Regions from separate parts of the Triticum aestivum genome. Here region 1 is linked to region 2. A link is a contact called in public Hi-C data. All regions are on one chromosome and are shown on one strand. Each heading gives the region's core, a stretch centred on a gene start, on an enhancer-like site or on the middle of the called end of the contact. The rest is flanking DNA. Distances are from core to core; before and after follow the strand shown.

The links. A called contact is a pair of places that touch in the nucleus more often than the background predicts.
Region 1: a contact with region 2 is called in a Hi-C map of leaf, with 2.9 times the contacts expected there. The contact joins the promoter of LOC123091642 here to the promoter of LOC123091641 in region 2. A contact is called at or near these places in 2 of 5 Hi-C or Micro-C datasets (both in leaf).

The regions. Positions count from the first base shown.
Region 1 is chr4B:173,282,710-173,287,835 of IWGSC CS RefSeq v2.1, reverse strand. It overlaps LOC123091642, which reads right to left and starts at 1,921. Exons shown (of 9, transcript XM_044513209.1): 1 at 1,781-1,921. The coding sequence starts at 1,905. It overlaps LOC123091643 (a long non-coding RNA gene), which reads left to right. Exons shown (of 5, transcript XR_006443386.1): 5 at 1-976.
Region 2 is chr4B:173,154,676-173,159,437 of IWGSC CS RefSeq v2.1, reverse strand. It overlaps LOC123091641 (40S ribosomal protein S16), which reads right to left and starts at 2,608. Exons shown (of 1, transcript XM_044513208.1): 1 at 1,820-2,608. The coding sequence starts at 2,479. The coding sequence ends at 2,030. It overlaps LOC123091640, which reads left to right. Exons shown (of 5, transcript XM_044513206.1): 5 at 307-648. The coding sequence ends at 431.

The DNA of each region.
Region 1 (5,126 bases), core at 672-3,171, 130 kb before region 2:
TCTCTCTGCCTGCTTTGCATTTCCGTTTGTGCTATATATTGTCTACTACCGGTTTAGCTAAAACAGGAAAATGTGGGGTTCTTTGCATTTCCGTCTGTGCTATGTATTTTCTACTACTGGATTCTTATATGCAATTATGTACAGTTCTCTTCCCCCCTTTAGTTTCTCACATTTCTCCTTCATCTTCCTGTGACTGTATTTTTCTCTTGTGGGCAAAGAGTACTTGTCCTTCAAGTAGATAGGTATGATTATACAATTGCTTGGTCTTCCGTGCTTATTAAAGATGATCATGGTGTTAATTGAAAGGATTTTCTCCTGGCTGCTTTACACTGACTTTTTTTCTATTTAAAAAATTGGTACGAGTACGTTGCAACAAAGACAATGTTGGTCCATAGAGTCCTACATTCCTTTCCCGGTGAGTCTACATTGTTGCATGTCAGGTAGCATACATACTTCTTTTTCTTTGGCATCCACATTAACTTCTGCCCCATCCATGCTGAAATCTATTGAAACATATCCCTTACTGTATATTGTTCTGTTAGTGAGCCAATTGTTTCCCATCGGCTGATTTTCAGTTTGAGGCTGGAAAAATCTATCCATGCTAACTCCCCCTCTTACCTATTGAATGAATTTAGTTAAAACATTCATCTATTATTTCAGGAACACCCCCTTGGGTATGCAGCAGCGATTTCCTATGTTGAATATTGTTCATTACAACAATGAAATCAACCTGCAGACTCAGCTTGCAAAGGTGGAGATGGAGAGAAAGTTGTTGATGCTCAAGCCATGCGATTATGTATGGAGCAAGATGAACCTACCCACTTTTGTATGGTTTATTCTTAGGTTGTGTATTGTGGCATTGACACGATTTTTTTATTGTTGCTAATGTTGACCATTCATGAATGTTCAATTGTTTAGAGTTGAATTTGAGGATATAGCAGCGATACAAGAAAAAAGTTGTGATGCATCTGTTTTATTTCTTAGTTTTCTTACAAATATCAACAGATCTTCAATGTTTTCTTTAGAGAATAGATCACCATTAGTTTGGATCTCACATATGTTTGGTTAAGTTGTGATTCTAAAATATGTGTTCCTATCAAGTCAATTAGTTATAACATGCAAAAGGAATCAATAATTGATTACCTTTGATATACTTGGTTAAATTAATGCCTTTAATCTATCATATTGTTTGAAATAACAAATATCGAAAATGTGCCAGGACTGCCCTGCGTGCAAGGTGACCTTCCTATCTCACGTCATCGCTTGGGCTTGCTTTTCGATCTAATAACCCAACTATTTGTACCTACTTTATGAGGACCGATCGCCTTGACTTACATTTGGAACCAAATATATATTCCTCTTTATCATGAACTTTCAAATCAATTGTTATATTGATTAAATGTACTTGCTTTTTTTGGTATATCTAATGCTTTGATTAAACGACAAGACAAAATGTTGAGCCAGACACTATTAGATAATGATTTGGTGTATGACAATGCATTGAACCCATATCATGCTATTTTTTATATTTACGATGCTTGGATGATCGAATTGGATATGACTTGCTGGCAGCGGTGCTGCCGGGTGCGGCAAGCCGCACTTCCTACCTAGTAAATAAGAACTCGCATGAAGGCATTGAAGTCCTAATTGAGCTAACCACATCACCCGATCACCTCACAGAGATGCTAAACTGCAGGCTCCTAATCGTATGAACCAAGGGCAATTCTGAAGACGACAAATCGGACACTAGACATCCATCTAGACGCGGACGTAATCATACCCATAGTTCTCCGGCGCCCAGAGGAACGCTGGGGCCGTCACCGGAGCCGCCGCCGCCGCAGCGGCCAAGTGCGCTGCCACCAGCATCACGACCGCCACCGCCGCGAAGGCCGCCGAAGCAGCCATCTGACAGTGTTGTGATTAGTTAGCGCATATTAATTAGAGGGAAATCTCCCCTTGTCCTGCGGCATGCAGGCGTCTTGTAGCAACCGACACATCTCTTTTCCCCTCCTCTAACCGTTGCATCGGTTCCAACCATCGCGTCTTGTGCGATGCGTCTCTTCCAAACATATATAAGCTGTACTATTTCTATCAATCAATACAAGTTGATCTTTTCATTCGATAACACGCTCTGCCGAGAGCACAGGAAGGCCTCGCCGACGGTGAGATGCCTGGACTCATCTCTTTCTTCCTCCGCCTCATCCGTGAGGACGGCCGCCGTCGCCGTTTCACAGCCCGTGGCCATTATGGAGTAGGCGGGCGCCGTCGCCGCCGATTCGGACGCCGTGGCGCTGGACAAGGCCACCATGCCGCTATACGCGGCCCTCGACGTGGCCTCCGCGCCCCCAGACACGGCCATCGCGCCGCTGCTCCCGGTGACCACGCCCCAACGGTGGCCAGCCCCAGCGCGCCTCCCGCACATGCAGGAGAAGAGATCCCCGGGCCCATGCTCGCGGCTCCAACGTGGATTCCGCCTCCGCCTCCAGCGCCGACTGACGAGCCCGGCTTCTTCGTCTTTGTGCCGTTCCCGAACGGCGCCGGAGGGACGATCCAAGCCGCTGGCCCGACGCCGGTCGCGCAGCCTGAAGACGTGGACGCCGGCCCGAGTCGCAGCGCCACCGAGCACCCGCACGCCTCCACCTCCGTGCTGGACGAGGCACCGTCATCCCCGCGCGCGGTCGCCCGACCGCGCCTCCAGGACTCCGCAAGCATGGAGGGACGCCGCCGCCTCTTCAGTCGCGCCATCACCGCCATCGACCGCCGTGAAAGCAGCCACTCCGGCCTTGCCTCCGATCTGCCGAACGGCGTCCCTGCCGGCGTCGTCTACATCTCCTCGTCCGAGGAAGAAGGAGGCACGTCGGCGACCACTTTGTGAGAAGCAGCAATGGAGTGTGTGGGGGTGGCGGCGCACAGGAGTTGGTCGGGAGGATTGGGATCCCTCGATCCCTAATCACCAGCCGTATAAAGGCCAGCCGACCGCCCCCACTCCACGTGGGCTTTGGGCCTGTGCCCAGATAGTCCCTGGCTACGGGCTGAATTGCAGAAATTTCTCTATCTTTCTTCTGTTTAATCCTTTTAACAGTAGTTGTAGCAGTAATTTATCACTGTTTTAGTACTGTTTAGCCTATGTACATGTAGTTATTTACATTCTAGTCTGGTATTTAGATTTACTCTATTTTAGGACTTGTGTAAATATTTGTAGGCTGTTTACATTATGTAATGTATTTGATAATGTAAATAAAGGACCAACATTATCTAGAAATGTCATGTTCAATGTGTTTACCACATTCCAATTTTCTAGAACATGTTCCAACGATTGAGATTAATTTCTCTCGTACAACAAACTTGCAAATTTTTGATACACGCCTCCCTCATTATATTTGGAATCACGGTCTATATTTTGTCCAATTCGACAAATGATTACCTTGAATGTGCATTTCCTTATATTTGAATTGATAACATACACACAGTAATAGAAACAAATGCATCTACTGACATTGTCAGATTATGTAGCCTATTACTGTGAGATCCATGCGATCTTGGACGTGTTATGTTCAATCAATTGAGGTCTACATTATTCAAGTTCTTCACTTGAGTATCAAATTTTGCACCATTATTACAATACAACCATGATGGTTTTTAATTTACCCTAGTAAATTAATTATCTCTGGTTCATCCATGTAGGTAAACGATGACCGCAAAAGAATTTGAGGAGCTTGCCCTCAATGGCCACAACTACCCTACATGGGCCATGGACGTCAAGATCAGTCTTGCTTCCCGTGGGATAGCGCGTGCAATCCAGGACCCGGAGACTCCTCTACCGGCCGGAACCACGCCGCTGATAGAACAACAAAACTATGCAACTTTATACATCATAAGGCATCATATTCACCCAGATCTTAAGTCTGAGTACTTAGAGGAGGAATCTCCCAGTACTCTGTTTCTAGCCCTCAAAACAAGATATGAACAGCAGAAGGCAGTTGTCCTGCCAGAAGCACTCCATGATTGGACTCACCTTCGTCTTCAGGATTTCAAGTCCATCGGTGAGTACAACCACAAGGTTCATAAGATAAGTTCCAAACTGCGCTTTTGCGGGAAGGAACCTACTGACGCGGAGAAGATAGAGAAAACTTTATCTACTATGCTCCCTTCAGACAGGATCCTCCAGCAGCAATACCGTGCTCGCAACTATACTGTCTATTCCGAGCTTATTCATATGTTACTTCAGGCTGAAAAGCATGATGAGCTACTCGCTAAGAATGGCTCTCAACGCCCAGTTGGGGCACAACCTTTACCTGAAGTTCATATGAATGTCGCGAATAGACAGAAGTTTGATGGTGCCTTTAGAGGCAATCAATCAAATGTCCAGAACAAGCGAAAGCGCATTAGGAACAGGAGGTCTAGGAACTCAGACAAGGGAAAAGGCACTGCAAAGCCCAAGCATGATAAATCTCTGCTTTGCAACAAGTGTGGATGCTACACGCACCCCACCGACAAGTGCAAGATCCCAAAGCATCTGGTTATGTTGTACCAGCAATCTCAGGGACGCAAAGCACCTCAAGGGAAGAGGTTCGAAGCCAATTTCAACCTTCATTCAGACAGCACCAATGGAGCCGCTAGTTCGCACGACGTTCCTCCTGGACCGAGCAACACCATTGCGTTCCATCAACCAGAGGACCTTGCTGACACGGAAAACATGATGATTGAGTACACCTCAAACGAAGTGTTTGGAGACTTTGACTAGTCCCACAATCTCCATAGTGATCTATTTAGCTATGTCCATTTGTGATGTTGTAATAAGAATATAAAGTATTGTTGTTGTCCTTATATTGTATCAGCACATTTGATATAATAAGATTGTAATTGTACTAACATATTTGATATAAATAAGATTGTATTCTATGTATTTACATGAGATTTTCTTATTGAAAGTTCTTTGTTTTATATATAGTTCTCTACGGTGACAATCCGATGGAAGAGGAATTATGCCTTGTGGATAGTGCAACCACAAACTCCATACTGAGGGAGATGAAATATTTTCAAACTCTGAAAAAGATGAATGGAGATATTCTAACTATCGCTGGACGCGATACGGTAATCGTTGGCACTGGACGTGCCATATTTAC
Region 2 (4,762 bases), core at 1,359-3,858:
GATGCAGATAATTGGCAATCGGGAAGATGCAATCAGCACCAGCTGTTGCAATCGGCCCAAATCGCCAACTATCAGCAGAAAACAGGCATAACTAACCCACTGTGGCCTCTCCTTCACCGAGCCCTTTCTCTCAATCTAGGAGGAAGTAGGGGAATTGCTGGAGAGCGTTGTGCACTTCTAGCAGAGTTTGTTGTGCACTTCTAGCAGAGTTTTTTGCTCGTCAAACTAAACTTTCACTGGACTACGTGCTTTTAAGTTGACACTTTCACTGCACTATGTGCTTTTGACGAATTGCTTCTGTCGCAGGTGACATCCACTTGGCAATGTTTCGGGTGAGGAAGACAATCGTCGATGTGGCAGCCGAGGCCACCAAAGATGACCAGCAGGAAGCTGAGACTGTGCTGGCAAGTGCAGTTCAAGAAACAAGCTAGTCTACCTTACCTTTCAAAATAAGAGTGCAAAATAGTGCATCATGGTAATATGCAGTCCCCGTCTCAGGATCAACGAAATATGTAGCTAGGCAGAAATAGCATGTACGAGTAAAGAGTAACTTGCAACATGTCATGCTCAAGGAACAGGTCATTCAAACAAACACACGCTAAATTTCACGCCAAAGCCTGATCTGACCCATACAATTTTTGCAAAACATAGGCAGACTGTTTCTGCTTTGTCAATGTCCAACGACCATGGAATGGCAAACCGTTGAGAGAAGTAAAGGCGATGCCAGAAAACATTTCAAACAATTCGTTTGCAAAACTAGCGTCAGACTGGCATCATAAACAACACGTAATCTACAGATGAAATAGGTTATAAAAGAGCTGACAAAGAAGGAAATGCTGGTCAGCTCTTCAGTGATCTAAACGCTCTACAGACAAGTAACAGCTACAAGGGTCTAACAATAGCCAGCGCATAGAAATGTGAGTCCACTGTAATATCAGGTTCATAGGATAGGTATATCACAGGAATAGAAAACTGCAGGGAATTAGATGTCATTGCAGGAAATGAGATAACATGTATCTCGAATCCTATGATTAGGAATAGGAAATAATATTTTCCATGAGTCTAGGCTAATTCTTATTTTCCTGTGAAATAATTCCTGTCTATGAATAGAATTATATATTCCTACAAACCAAAGGGCTCTAAATGAAATGAGGCCTAAGAGGTATGGCAACAAATGGGATTGTTAGGATTGGTTTCTCTCCACAGATGAACAATCAACTACTGTATCAGAATGGACATTATAAACATCGCATGGTTACAGGTTGAACCCTAAGACGGCTAAAATCGGATGCACCATAAAAGCAAAGCTGCCCAAGAGACGTGAGGAAATGCTGACCCTCTGCTACTCTAGGTAGAAAATGCTTTAAAGCACCAAAAGGCCAAAGCGCAAGGCCCATAAACTGGGTCATGAATCGCTAAATCGCCATAACTGGGAAAGATATACATCATATTAGCATCAATGATGACAACATCCATTCGAGGGACAAGCTTGGAACAAGCTTTTCCGGACGGAGGGAGTATGATTTCTAGCGCAGAGATCACTAATCTTGGCAGTGGATACAGATAAATAGCGGAACCAAAACTATAAGAAACTGTAAGATCACAGCAACAGAAGCATGAATCTACAAAGCTACTAGCAGCCTAGGGGCATGTTTGATTTATATACCTCCAAACTGCACTAGCAGCCAAATTTTCCAATATAAAACCAAACACTAGTCCACAAAATGATCGGCATATCGCAACTCTTGTTATGTGCAAAGCTTGTACTATCAGATCAACTAAAATTCACGCGCAAACAGGTCCAAGCAATTAAGAAAAGTTTATCCGAACGTCCAGTCTCATCATTAACATAATGATAAACATAACATAATCCCTTTAACTAGGCATGAAGCAAAATGATATTGCACGGGCACCTCACAATCCATTTCGTTGACAAAAAGATGGGAAACTACTAGCCGCAAAAGGTAGATAGATAAGTAGACAAGCAGTACGCCACCGTCGCCATACCCAAGAGGACTTCTCGCAGAGATCAACGGTAAGACTTCTGGAAACGCGCGCGGGCGCCACGACCGCCGAACTTCTTGGGCTCGCAGCGGCGCGGGTCGGCGACGAGGAGCGTCCGGTCGTAGCGGCCGAAGATCTCCTTCACCTCCTTCTTGGCCGCCTCGTCGACGTACTTCTGGTAGTAGGCGACGAGCGACTTGGCGATGGCCTGGCGGATGGAGTAGATCTGGCTCGTCTTCCCGCCGCCGCGAACGCGGATGCGCATGTCGATGTCCTTGAAGCGGGACCTGCCGGCAAGCAGGATCGGCTCGAAGGCCTTCAGACGGAGCATCTCAGGGCGGATGAGCTCGATCGGCGCGCCGTTGACCTTGATGAGGCCGCGCCCGGGCTTGCAGTAGGCCACGGCGACGGCGGTCTTCTTCCGGCCGAAGCACTGGACGGTGCCCGGCGTCGGGCGGGTGAGAACGGCTGCCATGGTGGCTGCGGCGGTGTGCTTGGTTGCTGTGAGCGCGGCGGTGTGCTTGGCTGCTGGTAGCGCGGCGGCGAGGCGGCGCGGGTCGGGGTTTCGGGTGGCGGCGGAGAGGCGACGAAGAAGACGAGAGATCGTTTATATAGCGTGGAGGCGTTAGGGTTCCGGGCAGCAGTATCTATGACATGTGGGACCATGCTGAAAGGATCTGGGTTGACAGGAATCAGTTGGACTCTATGTGGGCCTTGAACACAGGGCTTCTTCCAGCCTATGGGGACTTTGAAGTCCCAGTGACTCTGACTTGAGTGAGGTGGAGGAGGAGGGAGCTAGGGTTTCGGCCCAAGCACTATTTGACCAAATCCGAGCGAGCCGTGCGGCGTTGCCACCATTGTCACCGCTGTGCTCTTATTATTCCTCAAAAAGTGCTCCCTCCGTTCCATAATGTAAAATATTTTCTGATATTAGTGTAGTGTCAAAAAACATCTTATATTATGAGATGAAAGGATTAGTGTATAATACTACTCCCTCCATTCTAAAATAGATGACCCAACTTTATACTAAAGTTAGTACAAAGTTGGGTCATTTATTTTGGAACGGAGGGAGTACTTTCATAACGCAGCCCCATTCCTAAAAAAAATCATAGTATTATAGGTTAGTATAAAGAACACCAGAAGTAAAAAAAAATGCATCTAGTTCTGTGAACCATCTAGCGACGATTACTAATACTGGAGCGAGTGATACGCTTCCAATATATTTATAATTTTTGATTGTTTCATGCTATTATATTATCCATCTTGAATATTTTATATGCATTCATATGATATTTTATATTATTTTGCGGGCTAACCTATTAACCTAGAGCCTAGTGTTAGTTTTCTGTTTTTCCTTGTTTTTGAGTTTTACAGGAAAGGAATATCAAACGGAGTCCAATTGACCTGGAAATTTACGGTGATTTTTTATGGACCAGAAGAAGCCCCCGAAGTAAAAGAGTTGGGCCAGAAGAGTCCCGAGTCATCCACAAGGTGGAGGGCGTGCCCCCCCCCCAGGGCGCACTCTTCGGTCTTGTAGGCTCCTCGTGGACACCCCTGACTTATCCCGACGCCAAAAATTATTATAAATATATAAACCCCCACAAATAAACCTAGATTGGGAGTTCCGCCGCCGCAAGCCTCTGTAGCCACGAAAACCAATCGGAAGTCTGTTCCGGCACCCTGCCGAAGGGAGGAAACCATCACCGGTGGCCATCTTCATCATCCCGACACTCTCCATGATGAGGAGGGAGTAGTTCATCCTCGGGGCTGAGGGTATGTACCAGTAGCTATGTGTTTGATCTCTCTCTCTCTCTCTCTCTCTCTCTCTTTCTCTCTCTCTCTCTCTCGTGTTCTTGATTTGGCATGATCTTGATGTATCGCGAGCTTTGTTATTATAATTGGATCTTATGATGTTTCTCCCCCTCTACCTTCTTGTAATGGATTGAGTTTTTTCTTTGAAGTTATCTTATCGGAATGAGTCTTTAAGAATTTGAGAACACTTGATGTATGTCTCGCATGTGCTTATCTGTGGTAACAATGGGATATTCATGTGATCCACTTGATGTATATTTTGGTGATCAACTTGCAGGTTCTATGACCTTATGAACTTATGCATAGGGGTTGACACACGTTTTCGTCTTGACTCTCCGGTAGAAACTTTGGGGCGCTCTTTGAAGTTCTTTGTGTTGGTTTGAATAGATGAATCTGAGATTGTGTGATGTGTATCGTATAATCAAACTCGCGGATACTTGTGGTGACATTGGAGTATCTAGGTGACATTAGGATTTTGGTTGATGTGTGTCTGAAGGTGTTATTTTAGTACGAACTCTAGGGTTATTTGTGACACATACAAGAATAGCTCAATAGATCGATCAAAAAGAATAACTTTGAGGTGGTTTCGTACCCTACAATAATCTCTTCGTTTGTTCTCCCTTATTAGTGACTTTGTTGAGGGATTGTTACATGATCATGTTATCATTGTTGAGAGAACTTGCACTAGTGAAAGTATGAACCCTAGGCCTTGTTTCGAAGCATTGCAATATCATTTTCGCTCACTTTTGTTACTTGCTACCTTGTTGCTTTTATATTTTCAGATTACAAAAAACCATATCTACTATCCATATTGCATTTGTATCACCATCTCTTTGCCGAACTAGTGCACCTATACGATTTACCATCGTATTGGGTGTGTTGGAGACACAAGAGACTTTTTGTTATTTGGTTGCAGGGTTGTTTTAGAGAGACCATCTTTATCCTA